Regions from separate parts of the Mus musculus genome. Here region 2 is linked to region 1. Evidence: chromatin contacts called from public promoter capture Hi-C data. All regions are on one chromosome and are shown on one strand. The core of a region is the stretch at or near the end of the contact, and the rest is flanking DNA. Distances in the headings are between cores, read along the strand shown.

The links. Capture Hi-C pulls out chosen DNA fragments and counts their contacts.
Region 2: a contact with region 1 is called in a promoter capture Hi-C map of adipose tissue. The contact joins two enhancer-like sites. A contact is called at or near these places in 1 of 39 promoter capture datasets (macrophages), 9 of 484 Hi-C or Micro-C datasets (B cells, LSK cells, the N1E-115 cell line and 6 more), 5 of 115 datasets of contacts at active chromatin or transcription factors (the HPC-7 cell line, bone marrow-derived macrophages, fibro-adipogenic progenitors and 1 more) and 4 of 9 other capture datasets (adipose tissue, liver, macrophages and 1 more).

Annotation. Positions count from the first base shown.
Region 1 is chr11:60,706,267-60,709,505 of GRCm38.p6, forward strand. Llgl1 (LLGL1 scribble cell polarity complex component) reads left to right here. Exons shown (of 21, transcript NM_001159404.2): 6 at 1-89; 7 at 172-307; 8 at 486-540; 9 at 693-847; 10 at 923-1,146; 11 at 1,315-1,382; 12 at 2,278-2,431; 13 at 2,523-2,627; 14 at 3,169-3,239. Among named protein-coding and RNA genes, the nearest start is that of Llgl1, 8.2 kb to the left of the region's middle. Within about 2 kb of position 1,630, at least 133 of the 459 cell types and tissues checked have an H3K27ac peak or open chromatin away from gene starts, as enhancers often do. A contact at or near this core is called in adipose tissue, where this site is marked.
Region 2 is chr11:60,889,146-60,892,823 of GRCm38.p6, forward strand. No RefSeq gene overlaps it. Among named protein-coding and RNA genes, the nearest start is that of Gm26534, 6.8 kb to the left of the region's middle. Within about 2 kb of position 1,731, at least 6 of the 459 cell types and tissues checked have an H3K27ac peak or open chromatin away from gene starts, as enhancers often do. A contact at or near this core is called in adipose tissue, where this site is marked.

The DNA of each region.
Region 1 (3,239 bases), core at 380-2,879:
GCAAGATCCTCATAGGCTACAGTCGGGGTTTACTGGTCATCTGGAGCCAGGCCACACAGTCTGTGGACAACGTTTTCCTAGGTAACCAGGTAAGCAAACGAGGCCCGAATGCTCCTCTTCCAGGCCCTTGTCCACACCTGCTGGCTCATGCCATCCTATCCTCATCCATAGCAGCTGGAGAGCCTGTGTTGGGGCCGTGATGGCAGCAGCATTATCAGCTCACACAGTGATGGCAGCTATGCCATCTGGTCCACAGACACTGGCAGCCCCCCAACGCTGCAGCCCACTGTAGTGACCACACCCTACGGTGAGCACTGGGGAGGCTTGAGCTGAGGGTGGGGACTAGGGGGCCAGCTGGCCTTGAGGGTACTACATAGCCAAATCTACAGAAGGAGCCTCCGGGGGGCATCGCTGGGTATGGGCCGTACCTTGGGGAGAGGCACAAGGGTGAGGAATGGGAGGTCTGACACTCTCCCCACCCCCAGGCCCCTTCCCCTGCAAGGCCATCAACAAGATTCTGTGGCGGAGCTGTGAGTCAGGGTAGGTAGAGGGGCAGTGTGGGAGGGGCTTGTCTGGCTGGGGACTAGAGGATTAGGCTCCGGGTATATAGGGGTGCAGCCCTTACTGGGTTATCCAGCATGTGCCCTGCACTCCCGGAGCTCCTGGTTCACACAGCCTCCCTCCCCTTGCAGAGACCACTTTATCATCTTCAGTGGTGGCATGCCTCGAGCCAGCTATGGTGACCGCCACTGTGTGAGTGTACTGCGAGCAGAGACACTGGTGACCCTGGACTTCACCTCTCGTGTCATTGACTTCTTCACGGTGCACAGCACACAGCCAGAGGATGGTGAGTATCCCACCTCTCTCACCCCCAGCTAGCCCAGTGTGGCTGTAAGCTGAGCTCACTCGCCCAACTCCACAGAGTGTGACAACCCCCAGGCCTTAGCCGTGCTTCTGGAGGAGGAGCTGGTGGTGCTGGACCTGCAGACACCAGGCTGGCCAGCTGTGCCCGCCCCTTACCTGGCCCCACTGCATTCGTCAGCTATCACCTGCTCTGCCCATGTTGCCAATGTCCCCAGCAAGCTGTGGGCCCGCATTGTAAGTGCTGGTGAGCAGCAGAGCCCACAGCCTGCCTCCAGTGCCTTGGTGAGTGTGGGTGTCTTGTGTCCCGGGAGGGGTGGTGAGGTGGGAGCTGTTCTGGTGGAGGGTGTAGTCTAGCCCAGACGGGAGATGGGTATGCGGGAGGCATGTGGCCAGGATGAGAGAGAGACCTTCAGCCTAACTTTAAGCTCCTGTCTTTGTTGTCTTTCTTAGAGTTGGCCCATTACCGGGGGCCGGAACTTGGCCCAGGAACCCTCGCAGCGTGGGCTGCTGCTCACTGGGTAGGTATGGGTGGCAGACAGGGCCCAGCACCTAGGAGGCCTTATTTGTTTTCTGAGCATCCCAGATTCTTTGGGTGCTGAAGTGCTCAGTGACTCAGTCTCAGTCCTAGTGAATCCGATCTGAGTTGTTCCTGTTAGGAAGCCTCCCTTGATTCTGGCTCAAAGCCCTCCTCTCCACTTCCTCTTGGCCTGGGACTGAGTTCCAGCCCAGCCCAGCCCAGGCTCCACCCACCTGGCTTGCCTGCCATGGACTGGAAAATCTGGGTTGGCCTCTGCTGACTCTACCAGTCAGGTGCTGGAAACGCCAGGCTAGGTCAGGGCACTGGTGACTCAGGCCTCACTAACTGCCCTGCCCTCCCTCCTGCCTGTCTGGGACCCTCAGGCCTCTCAAGGCAGCTCGCCCTTTCCTGTTGGGAGCTGGCTCTAGCCTCAGGGATGCTGGGGAGCCTGAACCACCTCGTTCTCTAGTTCCTTTCTGACTGACTTGGGAGCCCAGTGGGGCTCTGCAGCTTGTCCCAGTGCTTCACCTTACTTTTGTCTCCTCCTCTTCCTCTCCCTACTTTCTCCTCGTTTGACACCCAGCCTTTCCATTGCTTACCTGCAAGGCACCCTTAGGCTTCTTGCCTGACCTGGGGTTTGTGGCATGTGCTATGATTTCTGGGTACCCATTGCTCCTCTCTGCCAATTCCTGGTTGTCAAAGTGGTCATTCCTTTACCTTCCAACCTGTTCAGAAGGCTCTCGGGGCATGAGATTGTGTGTAGCCTGAGTACCTATTCTTCCTGCATTGTGGGTGCTTACTGCTGTGTGCAGTAGGTACCTGTAGTGGCCACTGGAAGAATAATTGAGAGGGCGTGGATCTCCCGGGGCAGGCTCTGACACTCACCTTCTCTACAGCCATGAGGATGGCACTGTGCGGTTCTGGGACGCCTCTGGTGTGGCGCTAAGGCCACTCTACAAACTGAGCACAGCTGGCCTCTTCCAGACGGACTGTGAACATGCTGACAGCCTGGCCCAGGCTGTGGAGGATGACTGGCCGCCCTTCCGCAAGGTGCCTCTCCTCCCTCCCCCTGCCCCTCAGGGCCGGCCTTTGAGCTGGTCATAGCTCTGCACTGCATCACCATCCCGTCTTATCCCTTCAGGTGGGCTGCTTTGATCCCTACAGTGATGACCCCCGGCTAGGAATCCAGAAGGTTGCGCTTTGCAAGTACACAGCCCAGATGGTGGTAGCTGGCACTGCAGGCCAGGTGCGGTTGGCCTGCAGTCTCCAGATGTGGTTGGCCTGCGGTCTCCAGATGTGGCTATTGGGGAGGCTTTCTGCAGGAGGTGGCCCTGTAGGGTGTGGTGAAGTAGAGGGCAACCAATGTGGGCGGTAGGTCAGAGTGGGAACGGAACACCAGGGAAGGTTGGCAGGGGTGAGGACAGATGCAAAGTGTGGGGTGCCATCACAGTGTGGGGTGCCATGACTTGAGTAAGGGTAGGGGAAGCACAGAGGCTTGAGGCTGGGAGCAGAAATATAGCTGTGCAGATGTGTTCTGCAACTGCAGGGCCTAGCGGGTCTGTAACAGAGTACCTGTGCACTGACTGCACTCGGGGCCTAGTGTCTAGTCATTGCTCAGTAGAAGGCAGACTCAGGAAGGAGTTACAGACTCCAGGAGGGCAGAGGCCAGCATGTTAGGAGGTCACCACAGCTCAGTGAAGGCTTTGGTACATTGTAGGTATTCAGGGGCCATTTGCTGGGTAGGTGAGTTCTGGGGCCACTCAGCCTCTCTCCTGCTGTGTGTCCAGGTGCTGGTGCTGGAGCTCAGTGAGGTCCCAGCAGAGCATGCCGTCAGTGTGGCCAACGTGGATCTTCTTCA
Region 2 (3,678 bases), core at 481-2,980, 180 kb after region 1:
ACTCTGAAGCCCACGGAAACAGACTGGCTGATGGAATAACGTGAGAAGCCATGACTGAACCTCCCTCCTCACACCTAGACTAGAACTTTAACTGGAAAAATGCTCCATCAGATTGCTTGTAGGCAGGTCTTGGTGGGTTGGGAGAACATTTTCTCAGTTATGATTGATGTGAGAGGGTCCAGACCCCTTGGGGACGGTGCCACTCCTGAGCAAGTGGTCTAGGTGTATAAGAAAATGTGCCAGGGGCCAGGAGTAGTGGTGCATGCCTTTAATCCCAGCACTTGGGAGGCAGAGGCAGGTGCAGGTGGATTTCTGAGTTCGAGGCCAGCCTGGTCTACAGAGTGAGTTCCAGGACAGCCAGGGCTATACAGAGAAACCCTGTCTCGAAAAACAAACAAACAAGCAAACAAAAAAACAAAAAAAAATTTGGTTTTTACGTTCATTCATTATTTTGTGCATGGGTGCACACAGGGGAAAACTTGCAGGAGTCAGTTCTCCTTCCATCATGTGGCTTCCAGGGATCAACTCAGGTCATCAGGCTGGGCATCTGATGAGCCATCTCTCTGGCCCCAGATTCATTTTAAACAAGGGCTTGGCCATACTCAGCCACAGGGACCCCCAGGTACCCGCTGGCCTAGTTAACTCTAAACCTGGGGTTTGGGGTCCAGCAAACTTGTCTCTTCAGCATTTAAGATGAGCGCTGGAGGTGTCCTGGTTAGTTCTTCGTCAGCTTGACTCAAGGTAGAGTCACTTGAGAAGAGGAACTCAGTTGAGAAAAACATCTCCACTAGACTAGCCTGTGGTCTATTTTCTAATGGTTGTGTTAAACCCACAGGGCAAGAGCAAGATCACTACCATAATTTTGAGCCAAATTTGAAGCAAGCTTGAATTTATTGGCATGTAGCCAAGGGCTGACCAGGGACTGCCTTTTTTTTCCAGGTTAAAGGGAACAGCCTCAAGTCCATTTCTTGCACACACACAAGCTCCCCACCCCAACCCTCGTTTGTTTTGATTTGGTCTTTTGGTTTTTTGAAGCAGACTTTCTCTGTGTAGCCCTGGCTGTCCTGAAACTTGCTCTGTAGACCAGTCTGGCTTCAGAGATCATGCTTGCTCTGCCTCCTCCCAAGTGCTGGAATTAAAGGCGTGTGCCATCATATGATTCTTCTTGGGTCCCAATTAAGGAGTAAAATCACAAGTAGTTACAAAGCAGGTTTACAGAAGAGAGACAACGAACTAATAAGAAAGTACAGAAAAATCTAAAACAAAAACAAAACAACAACCCACCATGTGGTTTCCGTATGATTTAGGAGGGTGATTCGTGAGATCAGGGGAGGTCAGGGCGGGTCAGAGAGGGTCAGGGTACTCAGAAAACAACTGAAGGTCATGGGTTGAGACAGGTCAGGCTCTAGGAAACAGACTTAAAACCAGCAACTTGTCTTTTACAGTAAATGGAAACTTACTTTTAACATTACGGCACAATGGCCTTCAAACTGGAGTCAGGCAGGTTCCTCAGTTGATGTAGGAGGGCCCAGCTCACTGTGGGCAGCAGGACCACTCCTGGGCCACTGGTCCTCTAGTGTATGGAAAAGCAGGATCAACCAACCATGAAGAGCAAGTCAATAAACAGCGTTCTAGCACGGCTTCTTGTTCAGTTCTGACTCCCCTCAGTGACGGACTGTTACCCAGGATATATAAGCAGAAATAGACCCTTTCCTCCTTGCCAGATCCAAGAGGCACAAATGGCTAACTGTGGTGCCTCTTAGCATACCAAAGAGCAGCTGACACATCTCAGCACCTCTTAAGAGTCTAGCTGGCTCCTCTCAGCTTCTTGACACTCCCTTACTCCTTTCTCCTTTGTTCCCTCTTCTCTCTCTCTCTCTCTCTCTCTCTCTCTCTCTCTCTCTCTCTCCCTCTCTCTCCCTCTCTCTCTCTCCCTCCCTCCCTCCCTCCCTCCCTCCCCCCATCCTCCACTTCTCTCATGGTCCAGTCCAGTCTCCTGGTCATGTCTGGTCTACTTCTTTCTCTCCCTTCTCTGGACTCTTCCAGATGCCCCTGGCTGTGCTCTCCCTCATATCTACAATAAAAACCTTCTCCTCAACTCTTCTCCTCAGAGTAGTCATATCTTCATTGCATTCTTTCTGGCTTTGGTGCTCAACCACAGCAATAGAAACCCTAAGGCAAGAGGAAAGCATGCTGTGTGCTTTAGCCTCAGATACATCGTGAACTTGCATGGCTGGAAGACTCATGCACCAGCACTTTTGAAAAACTTCCCTTCGTCCTCTCATCAGAGTGCTGGGGTAGGTGTTGGTTGGGATGGAATTGGGGGTCTCACATAAGCTAGATAAGCACTTTTATCTTTAAGCCCAGTCTCGAAGACCCAGACCTCCTGTTATAATAATGGGAGCCAAATATGTCTTCTCGTTTGAATACCTGGAACGTTCAGGGAATGTGGGGGTTGCTCATAACTTCCTAGAATCCTGTGGAAAGGTCCAGCCTAGGAGTAAGCAAAGGGGGCTTGGTCTTGAACATTGGGTTGAGCACCATCTAGGTAATGCTACTTATACATTAAAAAGGGAAAACATACTAGGGGGGCTGGAGAGAGGGCTCAGTGGTTAAGAGCGCCGACTGCTCTTCCGGAGGTCCTGAGTTCAAATCCCAGCAACAATATGGTGGCTCACAACCATCTGTAATGAGATCTGATGCCCTCTTCTGGTATTTCTGAAGACAGCTACATTGTACTTACATATAATAAATAAATGAAACTTGAAAAAAAAATCTTACTGAGGCTAGGCCTTAGGTCAGTATGAGAATATTTGCCTAGCATGTGCAAGGCCCTGAGTTCATCCCTGCTAAGACACACACACACACACACCCCTTACAGCTAGGTGTGAATGGTGCACATCTGTAACCGCCAAATTTGGGAGGTAGAGTCAGAAGGATGAGGAGTCAAGACCATCCTCAACTACATTGTGAGTCCCAGGCCAGCCTGGGCTAAGATTCGGTCTCGAAAACAAACAAACAAGCCAGGCATGGTGGCGCACGCCTTTAATCCCAGCACTTGGGAGGCAGAGGCAGGTGAATTTCTGAGTTTGAGGCCAGCCTGGTCTACAGAGTGAGTTCCAGGACAGCCAGGACTACACAGAGAAACCCTGTCTCGAAAAACCAAAAACCAAACAAACAAAAAACAAAACAAAAAGGAACAAGACAATGACTAAGCTCTTCATTTGCCACAAGGTGTAGAGCTTTAGCCAATGACCAAGATGGAGGGGCTCTACCAGGGAGTACTGAAAGTCTGAGAAAGAAAACATGGCCCTCCTCTCTGCACTTCATGTAACAGAGCCAACTCGAGGAGAGCTGGTGCTACCTAGTCACAGGAGAGACAGATACTATATAAATAACCCATAAAGGGTACTGACCTCAAGGGCCTGTGCAACCATGTGCTGGTGCAATGCTCTAAGACACAAGAATCTGGAACTGGGTGCTCTCGGAACCCAGATCCACACCTATTACAAAGCTCATATGTAAGACACTAGCTTAAAATCTAAACAAAACATAGGTCTCTGTTAAAATTACATGGAGTAAGTTTACCTATATTTTGCAAGTAACTACTCTTTGGAATTGGATCTTATGTAATTTCTGTTATGAAAAAGAAATAATTTGGCAAACATAAAGATACAC